3 separate regions of the Mus musculus genome follow, and all the other regions are linked to region 1. Evidence: chromatin contacts called from public HiChIP or PLAC-seq and promoter capture Hi-C data. All regions are on one chromosome and are shown on one strand. Each heading gives the region's core, a stretch centred on a gene start, on an enhancer-like site or on the middle of the called end of the contact. The rest is flanking DNA. Distances are from core to core; before and after follow the strand shown.

The links. Promoter capture Hi-C pulls out the DNA fragments that hold promoters and counts their contacts. HiChIP or PLAC-seq counts read pairs in DNA pulled down with a chosen protein or histone mark.
Region 2: a promoter capture Hi-C map of hippocampal neurons shows a contact between it and region 1, with 6 times the contacts expected there. The contact joins the enhancer-like site here to the promoter of Ppp1r26 in region 1. A contact is called at or near these places in 8 of 39 promoter capture datasets (the 3T3-L1 cell line, cranial neural crest, hippocampal neurons and 3 more), 1 of 484 Hi-C or Micro-C datasets (nephron progenitors), 5 of 115 datasets of contacts at active chromatin or transcription factors (embryonic basal ganglia, embryonic forebrain, embryonic limb bud and 1 more) and 3 of 9 other capture datasets (adipose tissue, liver and pancreatic islet).
Region 3: an H3K4me3 HiChIP or PLAC-seq map of forebrain shows a contact between it and region 1, with 2.7 times the contacts expected there. The contact joins the enhancer-like site here to the promoter of Ppp1r26 in region 1. A contact is called at or near these places in 9 of 39 promoter capture datasets (the 3T3-L1 cell line, 3T3-L1-derived adipocytes, the C10 cell line and 4 more), 3 of 115 datasets of contacts at active chromatin or transcription factors (embryonic basal ganglia, forebrain and stem cell-derived neural progenitor cells) and 3 of 9 other capture datasets (adipose tissue, liver and pancreatic islet).

What each region holds. Positions count from the first base shown.
Region 1 is chr2:28,444,564-28,449,568 of GRCm38.p6, forward strand. Ppp1r26 (protein phosphatase 1, regulatory subunit 26) reads left to right here and starts at 2,283. Exons shown (of 4, transcript NM_001005420.2): 1 at 2,283-2,333; 2 at 3,322-3,419; 3 at 4,129-4,345.
Region 2 is chr2:28,096,889-28,101,893 of GRCm38.p6, forward strand. It overlaps F730016J06Rik (a long non-coding RNA gene), which reads left to right. Exons shown (of 10, transcript XR_003953783.1): 2 at 2,912-3,117. Among named protein-coding and RNA genes, the nearest start is that of F730016J06Rik, 4.0 kb to the left of the region's middle. Within about 2 kb of position 2,478, at least 29 of the 459 cell types and tissues checked have an H3K27ac peak or open chromatin away from gene starts, as enhancers often do. A contact at or near this core is called in hippocampal neurons, where this site is marked.
Region 3 is chr2:28,166,866-28,171,870 of GRCm38.p6, forward strand. No RefSeq gene overlaps it. Among named protein-coding and RNA genes, the nearest start is that of Olfm1, 36 kb to the right of the region's middle. Within about 2 kb of position 2,651, at least 20 of the 459 cell types and tissues checked have an H3K27ac peak or open chromatin away from gene starts, as enhancers often do. A contact at or near this core is called in forebrain and hippocampal neurons, where this site is marked.

The DNA of each region.
Region 1 (5,005 bases), core at 1,033-3,532:
AGAGGGCATCAGATCCCCAGGAGCCACTTATCAGCTGGTCCTAAGCTACCCACCACAGGGGCTAGGAACTGAACTTGGATCCTCTGAAAGAGCAGTAAGTGCTCTTAACAGCTAAGCCATCTCTCCAGACCTGTTTTTTCCCACTTCAAAGTTGTCCAACTCATGTATTCTGCCACAGCAAAGAAAGACTGACTAACAACACATCATGGGCAAAGCTATTGTGGGCGGGCTTATGCAAGCCCAGCTGTCAATCACCTGACAAATTAAACTACAGAAAAACAGAAAAATTGTGCATAGCAAACCAACAGATAAAAACAGTAACCCTTGGCTGTGGGTGAAACCCAGTGGTAGAGCTCTGGCCCAGCATATGAGAGGCCCTGGGTTCAATCCCTGGTACCACAGAGGAAGAAAAAGAAGGGAGGATGAGGAGAAAGAATAACTCCAAAGTCAAAAGATTATAATCCTTGTAATGTCAGCCCTCCAGAGGCTGAGGCAGGAGAATTGCAAGTTCAAGGCTACCGACCAAGCATGGAAGGGGTGGAGGAAGAGAGAGAGGGACAGGGAGATGGTGAGACTGCTGCAGACTCAGTGGTACGGCAGCTCTACAAGCTGGCAGGAAGTGGGAAATATCTGCTTACCCTGAAGGCAGTGAGGTAGATCCCTGTGGTGACAAAATGAGAGGCTCTTAGGTTTGACTGCTTGGTCCCTGATTGGTGGACCTGTTTTTGGGGAGGGCTAGGGGGTGTGGTCTTAGTGAAGGTGAGTCACTGGGCATGGGCTTTGAGGTTTCAAAGGTTTCAATTTGCTTTCTCTGTGTCAGGCTTGTGGGTCAAGATGTAAGCTCTCGGCTATCGCTCCAGCACCATGCCTGCCTGTCTGCTGCCATGCTCCCTGCCATGGTGGAATGAACTCACCCTTTGAAACCGTAAGCTTAATAAACTCTTTCTTCTATAAGTTGCCTTGGTCATGGTGTCTCTTCACAGCAGTAGAAAATAACCAAACAGTCCTCATCTCTGAAGGGCACCTGCCAAGTGTCAGCACCTCGCATCTCTCCCAAGCAGACTACTGTCTTCTAGGCATTAGACCAGGAGACATACACAGAGTGGCTTCAGGGACACCCAAAGGTGTTTCTCACAACACTAAAAGCATTCCAAAATAGGCCTACAGCTACATCTTGGTGATGGTATTATTGGTTGTGTAATTCTCTCTAAATGTTCATAATATTACTTCATAGTGACAAAAACTCAGGCCAGGTGTGATGGCACTTGCCTTTAATCCCAACACTCTGAAGACAGAGGCGAGTGGATCTGTGTAAGTTTGAGGTCAGGCTCATTTATATAACAAGTCTCTAGGGGTTTCTCCTGTCAGATCCCTGGCACTCTCTAATCATTTCCTCTGCCTTATCAGACAGGGTGAGTGCCTAGGGCCGGGGGTGAGCCTGGCTTGTTCCCTGACATGATCAATACAGAATCTCCAGACATGTCTAAAAAGTAAAAGAAAACTAGGGAGATTTCCGACATCACATACAGTGTGCCACAGAGCCAAGAAATTCCACTGTATAATCCTGACCGCGTTGGCGGAAGCTAGTCCTATCCCACCTGTTCCTAAGACCACTGGTGTGAATGTGGAGCAAGGTCACCCTGCATGACTCCTGTTGCTTAGTTCTCCTCAGCCTCAGGGTTCCTATCTTTAAGCACACTCTAAGATCTGGCTAAAGTGGGGAGAGGGGGCATTGTGCATAGACATATAGAAGCGTTCTACAATGTAAAGGGACTTGGGTAGCCCAGAAGGCCCCGCGGTGTCCAGAGCAGGCAAACTAAGCACAATCTTGAGCTGGGTGCAAACTGCAGGCAAGGAAGCACACCTTTGCTGTGTTTGAGGATAGGAAGGGCAACTGTGAGCAGATGCCAGGCACGCGGGGGCCACTGGATCTGGACCAAAAAGAAGGTATGTGCGAGGGTCCGGCCGCCCTCCTTCTCTTCACGGCCACGCCTCTCGCCGTGGCCAACTTGCCGACGCGCGCGACCTCCTGAACCCCTGGGCTGCGCACGCTCTCGGCGCCCGGAGCTGCGCCAGGCCCCGGGTGGGAGGACAAGGAGGGTCCCCGCGCAGGCTCCGAGTCCCGCGGGCGCCGCGGCCGTTTCCAAGCTGCCCCATGCGCTCCTCCCGCGCGCCGTGCGTGTCCGAGCGCGGGCGCTCGCAGTGCAGGTGGGCGCGCTCTCGCGGGCGGGGGTCCGGCCGGGCCGCGCGCCTCCCCCGGAACTCGGCCGTGCCATTCCCATGATGCCCAGCCACCGGGCACGGCTTCCGGAGCGCGGTCGCCGCCGCCGCGGGTAGGTGGCGGGAGAGACGGCCCGGGGTGGGGGGTGGGGGTCGCCCCGCCCCTCGCCGCGCCGGCCCCGCCCTCCTTTCCCGCGCTCCCACGGCGCGCCGGGCCCCTGAGTCCCCGCGGGACTCCGCGGTGGCTGCGGGCGCCCGACCGAGGGAGGGCGGGGCGGGAGTGTCCGTGCTTCCCCGCTCTCCGGGCCCGGCGCCTCCCGGGACGCGGGGCGCAGGGCGGGCAGCTGGGCTGGCTTCGTGGTGCAGGCCGCGGCGTGCAGGGTCCGGATCGGGTTGGTGGCTGAGGCTGGTGTTATCACGGGAGAGGGTCCCGGCCCCCGGGAGGCGCCTCTCGCGGATGCCTGGCGCTTGTTGCGCCCTGCGTTCCTCGAGAGCCAGCGGGCGCCGGGCGGGCCCAGGTGTGGCTCAGGTGAGGGGCGGGCTCCCGGTCACTGAGGCCGGCCTGGCCTTCAAGGCTGCCTTCTCGACCTGCCACGAACAGCTTCGAGACTCCCGGATTCCCTAAGCCTGGGATCCCAGAAAATTACTCGGGGGGGATGGATGGATGGGGGCACAGACCAGCCGGAGGCCCTGCCACTGACTGGAGAAGGGTTGGCATTAACCTGCTGAAGACCAGACTGCGGCTCCCTCTCAGACAGTGAGAAGAGCAGTCAGTACTCAGGCAGCAGGGGGATCTGTCTCCCCTTGCTTCCAGCACTGTGCACAGGGATTGGCAGTCACAACAATTTTTCTGGGGGCCGAATCTTGTCAGCACCTCTGGCTCCTAAGGACCAAATCTTACCCACACCCACTTTAAGTTGGAGTACAGGGCCCTCTACATCATAAGTTAAGTGCAGAGTCCATGCTGGGGGGGGGGGGGCAGAGAGGGGTGATGATTGTACCCACAACCACCCTGGAAACCTGATTCCCAGAGCCTCCAGTTTAAAGCCCCAATTCTGGCTTCAGCTCACATTTCTAACTGTGAAGTTCATGGTTCTCCAGAGTGACAGCTCCCAAGATTGACCAGGTAGCTGGACCAACAACCATTAAGACTGTCAGAGGAGCTCAGTTCTGGGTCCATCGTTATAAGCTGTGAGCAGGTGAGTGGAAATAAACTGATTTATTCCCTCGGCTCTGCACCTGCTGTCATGTTAAGATATTAATGTTACTCACCCCATCCCACCCTGCCCTGCCCCAACGGGGAAAGCACTTTTTGTTGTGTTTACTTTGGTGGGTTGAGACAGCATCAAGTAGCCCAGATACTGTCTTTGAACTAGATAAGGAACCAGTACTAGCCTTGAACTCCTGATCCTCTGGCCTTCACCTGAGATTAAGGCATGCATACCCCACCACACCCTACTCGATTCAGACCCTTCACAGTTAAGCCCTGCAAATGTTACGTGATTTCTATAGTATTGCAGTTTGAACACCACCTACAGCAAAGAAGCGGTAGGTCCTCCAGCCAGTGAAAGCAGTTACTCTTCCCTTTAGTTCCCACTGCCTTGTGCCTGTGGGGAGTCTCAGGAAAGCAAAGTGATTGTTGAGGATGGCCAGGATGTGAGCTCGGGTAGCTGGTAGAGGAAAGCACCCTCCATCCTGCGGCTCTCACTAGAGGGGAGGCAAATCAGCCACAGTTAGTGTAGTTGGTGTCAGGGCAAGTTTTTCCTCAACTTGTCAAGCCTTTCTTTACATTAAGGACATATCATAACAGAAAAAATATTTATAAGCCATGATCAGTTTCTAAATTAGATGTTACTGATGATAATCCTGGTAGTAAATGCTGGTTTATTTATTTGTTTATTTATTTAGACAGTTTGGTCTCACTAGAGACCCCTGGCTAAGCCAGGAACTCACTATGCATAGACCAGGCTATCCTGGTGCTTGGACTAAAAGTGTACACCACCATGTCCAGCCCTCACACGGCCGACTTTAAAAGCTGGTAGAAGATGCTTTGAAGTGCAAGCCGAGCAGTGAAGACCTCACCTGGAAGCCTTGCAGAGCATCAGCCTACACCTGAGACTTACAAGTAATTACAATAGATTTTTTTTTATACTAGTTTAACTCTTTTTTTTTTTTTAAGATTTATTTATTTATTATATGTAAGTTCACTGTAGCTGTCTTCAGACACTCCAGAAGAGGGCATCAGATCTTGTTACAGATGGTTGTGAGCCACCATGTGGTTGCTGGGATTTGAACTCCGGACCTTCGGAAGAGCAGTCGGGTGCTCTTACCCACTGAGCCATCTCACCAGCCCCACTAGTTTAACTCTTAAAGCACACATTGGTAATCACCATGAGTTGCCGCTGCATCTTCAGTGACCTCTCCATTTGTTGCCTGTCGCTCTGAGCAGATTTTGGTCTAGATGCCCAGCCCCACCTCTTAGGGAAGGGATTTCAGTATGTCTACAGCACATCCCAGCCTGTCAGAAAGGCAGGTCCTGATTAAGTACATAGAAGTAAAGCAAACCGAAGGTCAGGCTCTGCTCTATGGCCTTGGGTTAGAGGTGGAACAGCCTTCCATGCCTTCCCTTGGAGGAACTCAGGTCTCTGTCCTTCAGCCTTGCAGGTGCTCCTCAATCTCTGGGAGGCAGAAGGGCATCAGAGAAGCCTGGAGGAATTGAGAGCTGTACAGAGCAGCTGGCATTTTTCCGTGTGACCCAGTGCCTCTTAGATTAGGCTCCTCTTAG
Region 2 (5,005 bases), core at 1,228-3,727, 350 kb before region 1:
AAGGCAAACGTAAGCACGCACTGTGTTGGGTGGAGATCAGTGATTGCTGAAAGATAAGATGGGGTAAAAACCAGAAGGAACAGAACACTCCACTGAGGTGGGGAGCAGCCAAGACAACCACTGACAGGGCAACAGCTGAGCCACAAGCCAAGCACTAGCGTATGTTCCTATCCCAGAAGCCTACTTGTTTTCATAGCAGTCTCAGCCCTGTCCTACAGAATTACAAAGCCCAGAGGGGGTGTGTGGGTGGCCAGAAAGCACACAGCAAATGGACAGGCATTGAGCCCATTTCTCCTCTCAGAGGCTTCCTGTTTCCATGCTAAGAGAAGGTCAACCAGGTGGATCTTGGCCACGTAAGGTAAACAGATGCCTACAAAAAAGATAAGAAAGAAATGTTTTGGGGTGTCCACAAGCCAGGGTGACTCTCCTTTCTTATCTGTGTCAAGACAAGAAAGAGTTTGCTTTCCAACCCCCCTGCAGTGGAATCTGTTCTTTCAATGGCCAAATATAATAAAAATACTTGACCTAGTCTTTGAAAGGCATCCAAATGCCACCTAATCTGGTGGCCAGGATGCTGAGTGCCAATTTGAATTAATGGATGGTGCCATGAATTGAAGGTGAAATGTACCCATGGGCTCATGGTTTGAACTCTGAGTCCTCAGTTGGTAGCCCTGTTTTGGGAGGAGGCGGGACCATTAGGAGGGGAGCTGGGTAGGTGGAAATGGGTTGTCAGAGGCAGATTCTTGGGAGAGTCTGGCCATCTGTGATGTGGACAGTTCTTCCACAAGCTCCCGCTGCTACGGATTGAGTCATTGCTGCCACAACGGGTGGAAACTCACTGAAACACTGAGTCAAGGACAATCCGTTGGGCTGGAGGGATGGTTCGGTGGTCAAGAGCACTGACTGCTTGCTCTTCCGGAGGTCCTGAGTTCAATTCCCAGCAACCACACAGTGGCTCACAATCATCTGTAATGGGATTCGATGCCCTCTTCTGGTGTGTCTGAAGACAGCTACAGTGTACTTAGCATATATAAATTTTTTAAAAATTGTCATCCTTCAAATGGTTTCTGTCAGGAATGAAGGTCACAGTGAGGTCAAGATAAGCATTACAAATGGCCACAAAGTGAACTCTCAACCTGTCTCCAACCCACTGAGCTCCCTCATCCAAGCACGCCAGCCCAAGGGTGCCATTCACAGATGAGAAAGCCCTTGGTTCTACCTTGATGTTTGTTGCTGTGATAAACACCGTGACCAGAACCAATGTAAGGAGCAAGGGCTTGATTTCAGCTTAAAGGCGACAGCCCATCACTGAGGACTGATGGATCGGGGCAGGAACTCCAGGCAGGAGCAGGAAGTAGAATCCATGGAGAAACAATCAAAAAAAATGTGTTTCACACAGGCACATGGGCCAATCTGACAGTCAATTTCTTGCTTGAGGTTCCCTCTTCCTGGGAGACTTGGTTTGTGTCAAGTTGACAATACAAACTAAACGGTATAGGCTTTGGCCCACACAGCTCAATGGCAAGCCCCCAGATAAGCAAGAATGGACACCCAGTGGTCATCATCTCAGAAAGGGTCAATAGAGACAGTCCCTTGTCTTACTGGCCACGGCTGGGAACAGAGGCTGACCAGCTGAAGGGGAGGGGGGTTTTAACCCGTACTCCCTGCCCACCAGTGCATCTCTGTGAGGGACCAAGGACACTTTCACTGACTTGAAGGGAATAGGCAAGTTCTTCAAGTGACAAAGAGCCACTTCTGTCCCCTTCCCTTCCCTGCCCTGCCCCCCAGCCCCCTATTGCGATCTATCTGAGGCATCTCTACTTGAATGCCTTTGTTTCTCAATCCCTGGAAGCCTTCAGCTTCTCTGTGGCTGCGGGAAACTGGGAAGCTTTGATTCGCTGAGAATCTGGGCTGTGGCTTTGGGGCTCAAAACAGGGGGGACCATTTCTCCTGGGAGGCGCGGGAGGAAAATAATTTCGGTGACTGTAGGTAATTAAGTCGCCACAGTGCTATGGAACATGCATTATATTATACGATGATTAATCCCTGGGACAGCGGGGAGATTTTTCATCTTCAAAGCTCTCCTCGGCTCCTCATTAATCATCTCAGCCCCAAGGAAAGAGAAGCTGCTTCAGTTCCTAAGAGAGGGGAAACTGAGTCAGCTGGGTTCCTCTGACTCCTCCCACACCTGGGTGGAGACAATACGCTACCAGGACCACCAAGGGCTTTCTCCCAAGTTGTTTCTCCTGGAGGCATCAGTCAGTTTCCCACCCTCACAGGGACCTGCATAAGAATCAATAAAAATGTTATTTTAAATGAAAAGAAAGCAGTCCAGCTCCGCCGGTGGGGGCTGCCAACGCCCGCCTGCCCGCCGCCCTTTCTCATCGCTTTTGTTCCCTCTGCCTGGGTACCTGCACATTTTCAGTGCGCAGCCTCTCTGGGAAAGCAAAGCCTCTCCCCGGTTTCTCAGCGAGCAGTTTAAAGGAAAGTGCTGTTTTGCTCGCAGACGCCTTCTTTTGCAATTGGGACATCGTGCTATAAATACAGCCCATCCTGCTTTGCATTCAAATTGTTGTGAAAGTTTGGGGCTGTAAATAATATGTTCTAGGTGCTTGAGACAGAATTTTTATTATTTTTTTCTCCCTGTTCCTGGAGCTAGTGATAAATTAAACATTTATTTTGCACTCCCACCATGCAATACAAAATACAGGGCTGATTGCTTCACACCTGACACCAAGCGTAAAGGTGACCCGTAGGTGAGCAGGGGGTGGGAAGCTGCCCAGAGTGGGAGAGGTTGGGGAGCAGGGGTGGAAGGAGCTGTTCTGAGTTCGGCCTTCCCCGTGATGGCGTTCTTCTCTGAATGACCTTCTGATAACAAGAAGGCTCACACCCAAATATCTGTTTCACACAGGGGAAACTGAGGCTGAGAGATGTCTGCTGCAAACACGTCTCCACCCACTATGACCTGAGTGTGCCCCCGGGGCTCACTCTCCCCTGGCCTGCAGTGATTTTTCTCTGGGTGTGCTGGAGAGTGGAGATGGGAAAAGCTACAGTCTCTGAACCCAACTGAAACAGGCTGCCCTGCACTCTGGACAGACCGATCCCTGGCAGTGGCAGGTAGGCCCTTACTGCAAAACTTGGTGCGCAATCTCCAGTCTCAGTTCCCTTGCCTTGAAATGAAGTAAAAAATAGAATTCCTTAGGCGCTGGGGAGGAGCAGGTAAAGTCTCTGGTATGCTTATGGGGGAGCAGCTGTGACCAAGGACCCCAATGCCCAGGAATAGTACCACTCCCTAAGATATGGAAGACACATGCAGGGTGCTAGGAGGTCCAGCCAGACATGAAGCCCGTGGGTGTCATTTCTTATTCTCTGAGCCCCTTGGCTAGGACCATCAGGAAACTACATCTAGCAGACAGGTCTAGATAGGACCTGTGTTGTAGATGAGAGGGCTCATCCTGGCATAACTGGGCTGCATTCAAACCTCAGGCTGAAGAGGAGGGGTGTGTGTGATCCAACTTCTGCTCTCTTCTGATGGAGACCACTGGCACTTTCACGAAAGGATGCACCTACAGACACGTGACTCAGCACACACCTCCAGAGACTCACAACCCATATGCTCACTGGCTCACAACACACACACACACACTCGCTCACAGCTCATAAATGCTCATGAATTCATCGCATGCACTCTCTCAGGCTCACATGTGTGCACATTCATGATCTTGAGTACACTCTCCAACACACTTCGTCTACCACCCGCACTCCATCCCACCAGAAGCTTCCCTCAGGCCAGAACAAGCTGGATGCACTCCCTGAAGCAATGCCGCACATGCTCAGTAGCAGCCACAGAAGGCAGTCAGCTCACCTCTAGACACCAGGACATACGGGCCCCTACCCAGCTCTGGGGGCACACTTGCCATCTTAGTCTTAGAGGACTGTATGGACAGACAGGAACAGGCTGAGCTGCTCTAGGTTGCTTCCCTAGTACAGACCACAATGACAACCTGCTGTGTTTCGGTACACTTTGCCGTGCTAATCAGCCCGAGGGCCAGCGGGTTGTGTACAGCTGAGGGAGAAGAGAGCTAGGCCTCAACGCATAGCCCTGGCTGCTGCACCAGACACAGTAGTGTTCTTATCTTCAAATGACACACCCACTGAAAACTCACTAACCTATGATCTTTCAGGCAGTACCAACAGGGTGGAAGCTTCTTTGGAAAATTCTAGAAAGTTCTCAGCATCATGAAAAGCCATTTTGGCTATTCCAAACTGGCCTGCCAAGGCTGACTACACCACCATCTGTAAGAGATCCTGATTCTTCAAGTGACACCATAGCCTTGACTGGATGCTATGACACTAGGGTCAAGTGGCTGTTGACCTTGAAGACGCAGCACAGAACTGTTAGTCTACCCCACCCTGTTCCCAGCCTCAGCACACTGAAGCCCTGCTTATCCAGCTCCCATCCCTTTGGTTTTGTTTGCTTTCCTTGAAGCAAAACCCTTCTTCTATGAGGCTGGCAGCCAGGATCACCTGGCCGACTTTATTTCCACAAGAGGCTGGACAGGTGTCAGCTCGTTGACTGTTGCCTATGTAGCGTCCCCTGTGGGACTTCCTAGAAAAAAAAAAACAGCAGGCAGTCCATCTCATCTTGTGATGACACTCAGACGGATCCTCGTGCCCACCTGCTCCAGGTATCCCCAGACTTCATCTTGGCAGGCAATACCATGGGGCAGTGTGTTCCAGGCAGCTCAACCCTTGGGCTTGTCACATGTGCGCGCGCACACACACACACACACACACACACACCTTGAGCTTGTAACACACGCACACACTGTGTGACCTCAACCCTTTGACAGAACCACTGGGCAACATTAGCCACCATCACACGGAGACACTGTGCATCCAAGAAGAACAGTTTTAGTTATGAGATACCTGATTGGAGCTAATTTCTTACCCATCCCTCACCTATAAGTGGGGGTGATGATAAATCTGGAACACATGCAAAGAG
Region 3 (5,005 bases), core at 1,401-3,900, 280 kb before region 1:
GTAGACTCGATTCACCATCTGTCATTTGTCACCTCGGGGCATCACTACAAGCTGCGGGCCCTGGACTCCCTCAACCTTGGACTCTGCCCAGCCCATAGGTAGGCTGCCCAGCATCTCCACCACCCCCAGTGGGAGCACGTGGGTTTGGTTGATCTGGACCCTGGTGGAAGGAAGAGTCAGCTCAGCTGTCCTCACTCAGATGTGGGGTAAGAGGGCCAATGGATCACAGCACAGAGAGGGGCAAGAGGCAGGGTGGGTTCTGCAGCACATACTAAGAACAGGGGTTAAAGGCCAACAGAGCTTTTGCTAGAGTGTCTTTCCATGTTGGCCACAGGGAATTCTGGGCCGAAACCCATCTTATGAACAGGGAGTGCAGGGCAGGCAGCCTGCAGGTCTGGACCCCATTTAACCCCTCTTCTGAGGGGTAGAAACTTCCCAAGGCTGCTGACCCAACCTGTGCACTAGCTATGGGTCACCCCTTAAAGTCAGCAGCCTGCATCTTTACTGCTTGTGTGCTGAATGCCTACCCAGATCAGGAATGTCCTGGGTGAGGGCAACCCAATGCAGCGGTTTAGGGTTGGAGCTGAGTTCCAGGCTAGGAAGTTAGCTATCATTAAACATCACCTGCCTGGGGTGGGAGTTATGCACTTTCCCTATCCAGTATCCTCATTGAGATCAGGATGCTATGCCCACCCGTGGCTACCTAGCCTAATTTTGGGGTTGGCAACTCTACAGAAAAACAGTAGCCCAAGTACCTGGACAAAGAACTAAGAAAGAAGGAAATGGCCATTGAACGCCGAGGGAAAGCCCACTAATTACATTAGAAGTATCAATTTGCGATGCTTTCTAGTGGTTAGAACAGCTGGTGAGATTGTTGAGGAAATGCAGACTTGACTCTTTGGAAGCTGATTCAGGGATGCCTACCAGGATAAAGATGCTGGTAACTCAAGGCTAGGCTTTTTCCATCCTGCACATGCATCTGTGTACCGAACCCAGGCTGTGCGAAGCAATACTTCCCATTGTAAGATTCTAGAAACAGTGTCTGGGATCCTCAGTAGCAAATCAGCTTGTGCAGTGGGAGGGCAGTGGTGATTTCAGAGTGAGAAAAGTCCATCCGAAATGGCAGAGAAGCAGACAGAAATGGAGGAAACAGAGTGTGCGGGGTGTATCATGCTGCGTCTGCAAAACAAACGTGCATGGTGTTATGTACATGCATAAGCGCATGTGCATATACACATGAGCATGTGTGAAGGTGTGCACATGTATCCATGCAATGTGTGTATTTTCTCATATGTAAGTGCATATATATGGGAACATGTCCCTATTAGCATGTGTTACCTATGTATGTATATAAAGATACACACCTATCAGATTAGCCATCTTTGTTAGGATTCTATTATTGTAATAAAACACTATAATCAAAACAACTTGAGGAAGAACGGGTTTATTTCAGCTTATAACCCTCAGGTTACAGTCCATTAATGAGGGAAGTCATGGCAGGAATTCAAGGAGTTCCTAGAGTCAGGAACTGAAGCAGAAGTCTTGGAGAGTGCTCCTTGCTGGCCTGCTTCTCCCAGCTTGCTCAGCCTGCTTTCCTATAGCTTCCCAGGACCACCAACCCAGGGGTGGAACCACCTACAGTAAGCTGGGCCCTCACACATCAACCATCAGTGAAGGAAAATGTACCACAGGCTTGCCAACAAGCCAATCTGGTGGGGGCATTTTCTTAGTTGAAGTTCTCGCTTCCAAAAGAAGCCTAGCATGTGTCACATTGACATAAAATTAACCAGCACACCATCTATTCATTTCTGTGTGTTCACCTACCCATTGCTCCTGCTGCCTATCCTATCCTATCCATCCATCCACCATCCATCCATCCATCTGTCCATCCATCTATCCATTATCCATCCACCCACCATCCATCCATTGGTTCTTCAATGGGTCCATTCATCTATTCATTCATTTACCTGCTCATCTATCCATATGTGCATCCATTCATCAGCCAATCCATCTATCCATTCATTATTCACCCACCCATCTACCCAGCCACCTGTTCATCTACACATCTATGCATCCATCCATTAACCTTCCTGTCCACCTATTTATAAATCCACCCACCAATCAACCAGCCCATCCCCCTGGTGCAGTGGGTCCCACACAAGGCCTAGAATGCTAGTTCAGCTGCAGAAGCTTAGCTGGGAGTGAGATGATCTCCCAAGTGCTCCCTACCAGGCAGGCTTGGTGACTGGTGGACATCTCAGAGAAATGGGCCATGGCTGTTATGCAGAATGAAGTCTCTTGCCCAACCACCAGCGCTTCCCTCTCAATCCTCTTACATCCTCTACCCCCAGGCTGATGTAGTCATCCAGCTAGAAGTGGATACCTGGATTTCCCTGGTGAGTGGCTGAGCTGACTGGGCCTGCAGCCAAAGTCAAAGGGGCAGAGGAATCAGGGTGAGCAAACCCTGAAAGCAGATGAAAGTCACGACAGACCAGAGAAAATGATTCTGCCCTGGCATCCTAGATCCACGTAGGGCTACTTGGGTGGTGCATATAACAGAAGGGCTCACATGCAGCAGGGCAGCACAGACACCTGCCGTGTAGACACGTTTGTAAGGGGGGGGGCTGCTTGTGAACGCAGCTGCCCACACGCCAGCTTGCGATGCAGGGCTGCCTTCATTCTCTCTGCATAACACTCAGCCTACACTCTCTCAGCACGACTCCCGCCCAGCAAAGCTCTGAGAAATCAATGTCAGCAGCAACTGAGTCCACCGTTTTTTCCATTTCGCCCCCTCTCTTCGCACTCCTAAATTTGCCTGCATGGGTAATTAAAGGATTATTTTCATCTGATGTTTGGAGAATCCAGGCTGTTGGCATTGGGGGTGCTTAGAGTAAGGAAGGGGTATGAAATTATTGACCCCTGAGTATGCAAGGTACCTGCATCTTCCCAGGGCACCCGGACTGGGTACAAGCCAGAGGAAGGGGGGGGGGTCTACTGAGGAATACTACATCTTGCTTCAACAATGGGAAATAGCAACTACCCCTGCTGAGAGCATCAAGGGGGTCTCTCTCTCTCTCTCTCTCTCTCTCTCTCTCTCTCTCTCTCTCTCTCTCTCTCTCTCTCTCTCTCTGACAAGATGTAGGACACAATGGAAGCCAAGCACTGCTGTTCCCTGGATAGGTACACCAATAACTTACAGACGTAACCCTAGGGATTCTTGTCTGCACCCAGCCTGGCCAGGGCAGCACGAGGCAGGGCAGGGCTAGCCATCTGCAACTGAGCCTGGCTCAGCTGGGAACTGGGTAGATTCCTGGAGCGGGTGCTAACACCGTTCACATTCTCATTTCCAGGAATAAAATCAGTTCTACCCAAAACCTCATTCCCTCAGCCTCTCCAGAGCAGATGGGCTAGACCAAAGTAATCATGGACACTCTGATTTTCCTCAGTCATCGATCACCCCGTGCCGCCCGCCATCACTGCCCATTCCTATTTCTGGCTCCCCAGCAAGGATGGCCAGAAACCAAGAGCCTCATAGGGTGCAGTAGCCATGAGGGCCTTTGCTCAGACCCCACAAGGCACCCTTCATCCAGCAAGATTAGTTTTCAAGCCAAAGTTGAGAGGCCTCCATCCCTGAAAGAGAGCTGGGTCTTCTGAGCTTGAGACAGCCTGACTACTAGACACAGGTAGATGAGGTGAATCTTTGAAGAGAACATGAGGCATATATCAGCATGATAGGCAGACATCATGGGGAAGGCGGGAGTTGCCGGTTAAAGAGGGGCCAGAAGGACCAGGCTGACTTCAGTGATCCAGGAGAGAGCATCTGACACTCTTTCTCAGTCTCAGTCACAGGGCTACCCTGAATGACAAGGACAACATATGCTCAACCCCCGGTCCTCACCCGTCACCACCTGCAGCTTCCAAGAAAGCTTGCTCATCATCGAGGCTCCTGTCTACTGATTTGTATTTGTTCCACCAGCAGCTGCTGGCACCTGTTCCAGATGTAGGAGCAGGTAAGGCGCTGGGCACACACTGAGCCAGTCGGAAATGATACACAAGGCAAAGCTGAGGGCATCTTGCCTTCCAGGCCTCTCTCTCCCAGGTCCTCCATTCTCACTCATTCTGGATGGCAGCAAAGCTAGACAGAGCCATGCAGATGTCCCCAACTAATGTCCTGTGAGTGACAGCTCTGCTTCTGCACAGACCCTTGCCCTGCAGGCTTCACATTCTTCCCTCGGGCTCAAGAATGAGACGGGGATGCTGTCAGGGATGGCTCTGTCAGTGTTTGCCATGTAAGCATAAGGAACAGGGTCCAACTCCCCAGCACCCATGTGAAGACGTGGTGGCACACACCTGTGATCCCAGAACCATAATGGGGTGGGGGTGCATTTGAAGATAGGCAGATCCCCAGAGTTACTGTTCAGCCGACCAGTGAATAGGTAAGCTCTGGGCTCTGTGAAAGACCCTGTGTCAAAAATAAGGAAGACACCTAATATCAACCTCTGCCCTTACACACACACACACACACACACACACACAGAGAGAGAGAGAGAGAGAGAGAGAGAGAGAGAGAGAGAGAGAGAGAGATCTGGCTTCATGACCCTTCTTGTGCCTACCCAGCTAGAGCCCCTTGGCCTGACCCAGGAAGTCCCTGGTGCTTGCAGTCATCAATCCAGGGGACCAGGGGACCAGGAGAGTAAGAGTACACTAAGCTACACCACAGCATGAGAAAGCAGATCTCCAGGTGGGTGAGGAAAGCTTCCATTCAAACTTCATACACACACACACACTTTGTCTTTCTCAGGTATGACAGGTGGATCATAAGACCAAGTGAGCTGGTATCACCACAACATACCGCCACTGGCACTGTGTGGGGGTGACTTTCTATCATGTCGAGTAAAGGCAAAGAACAGGAAGCTTGAACAGGACCTGACTCAGCTCTACAAATGGGTCAAGTGCTTAAGGATAACTAAGATTATGTGTTGTGAGCCCTGGAGGATGAGCAAGA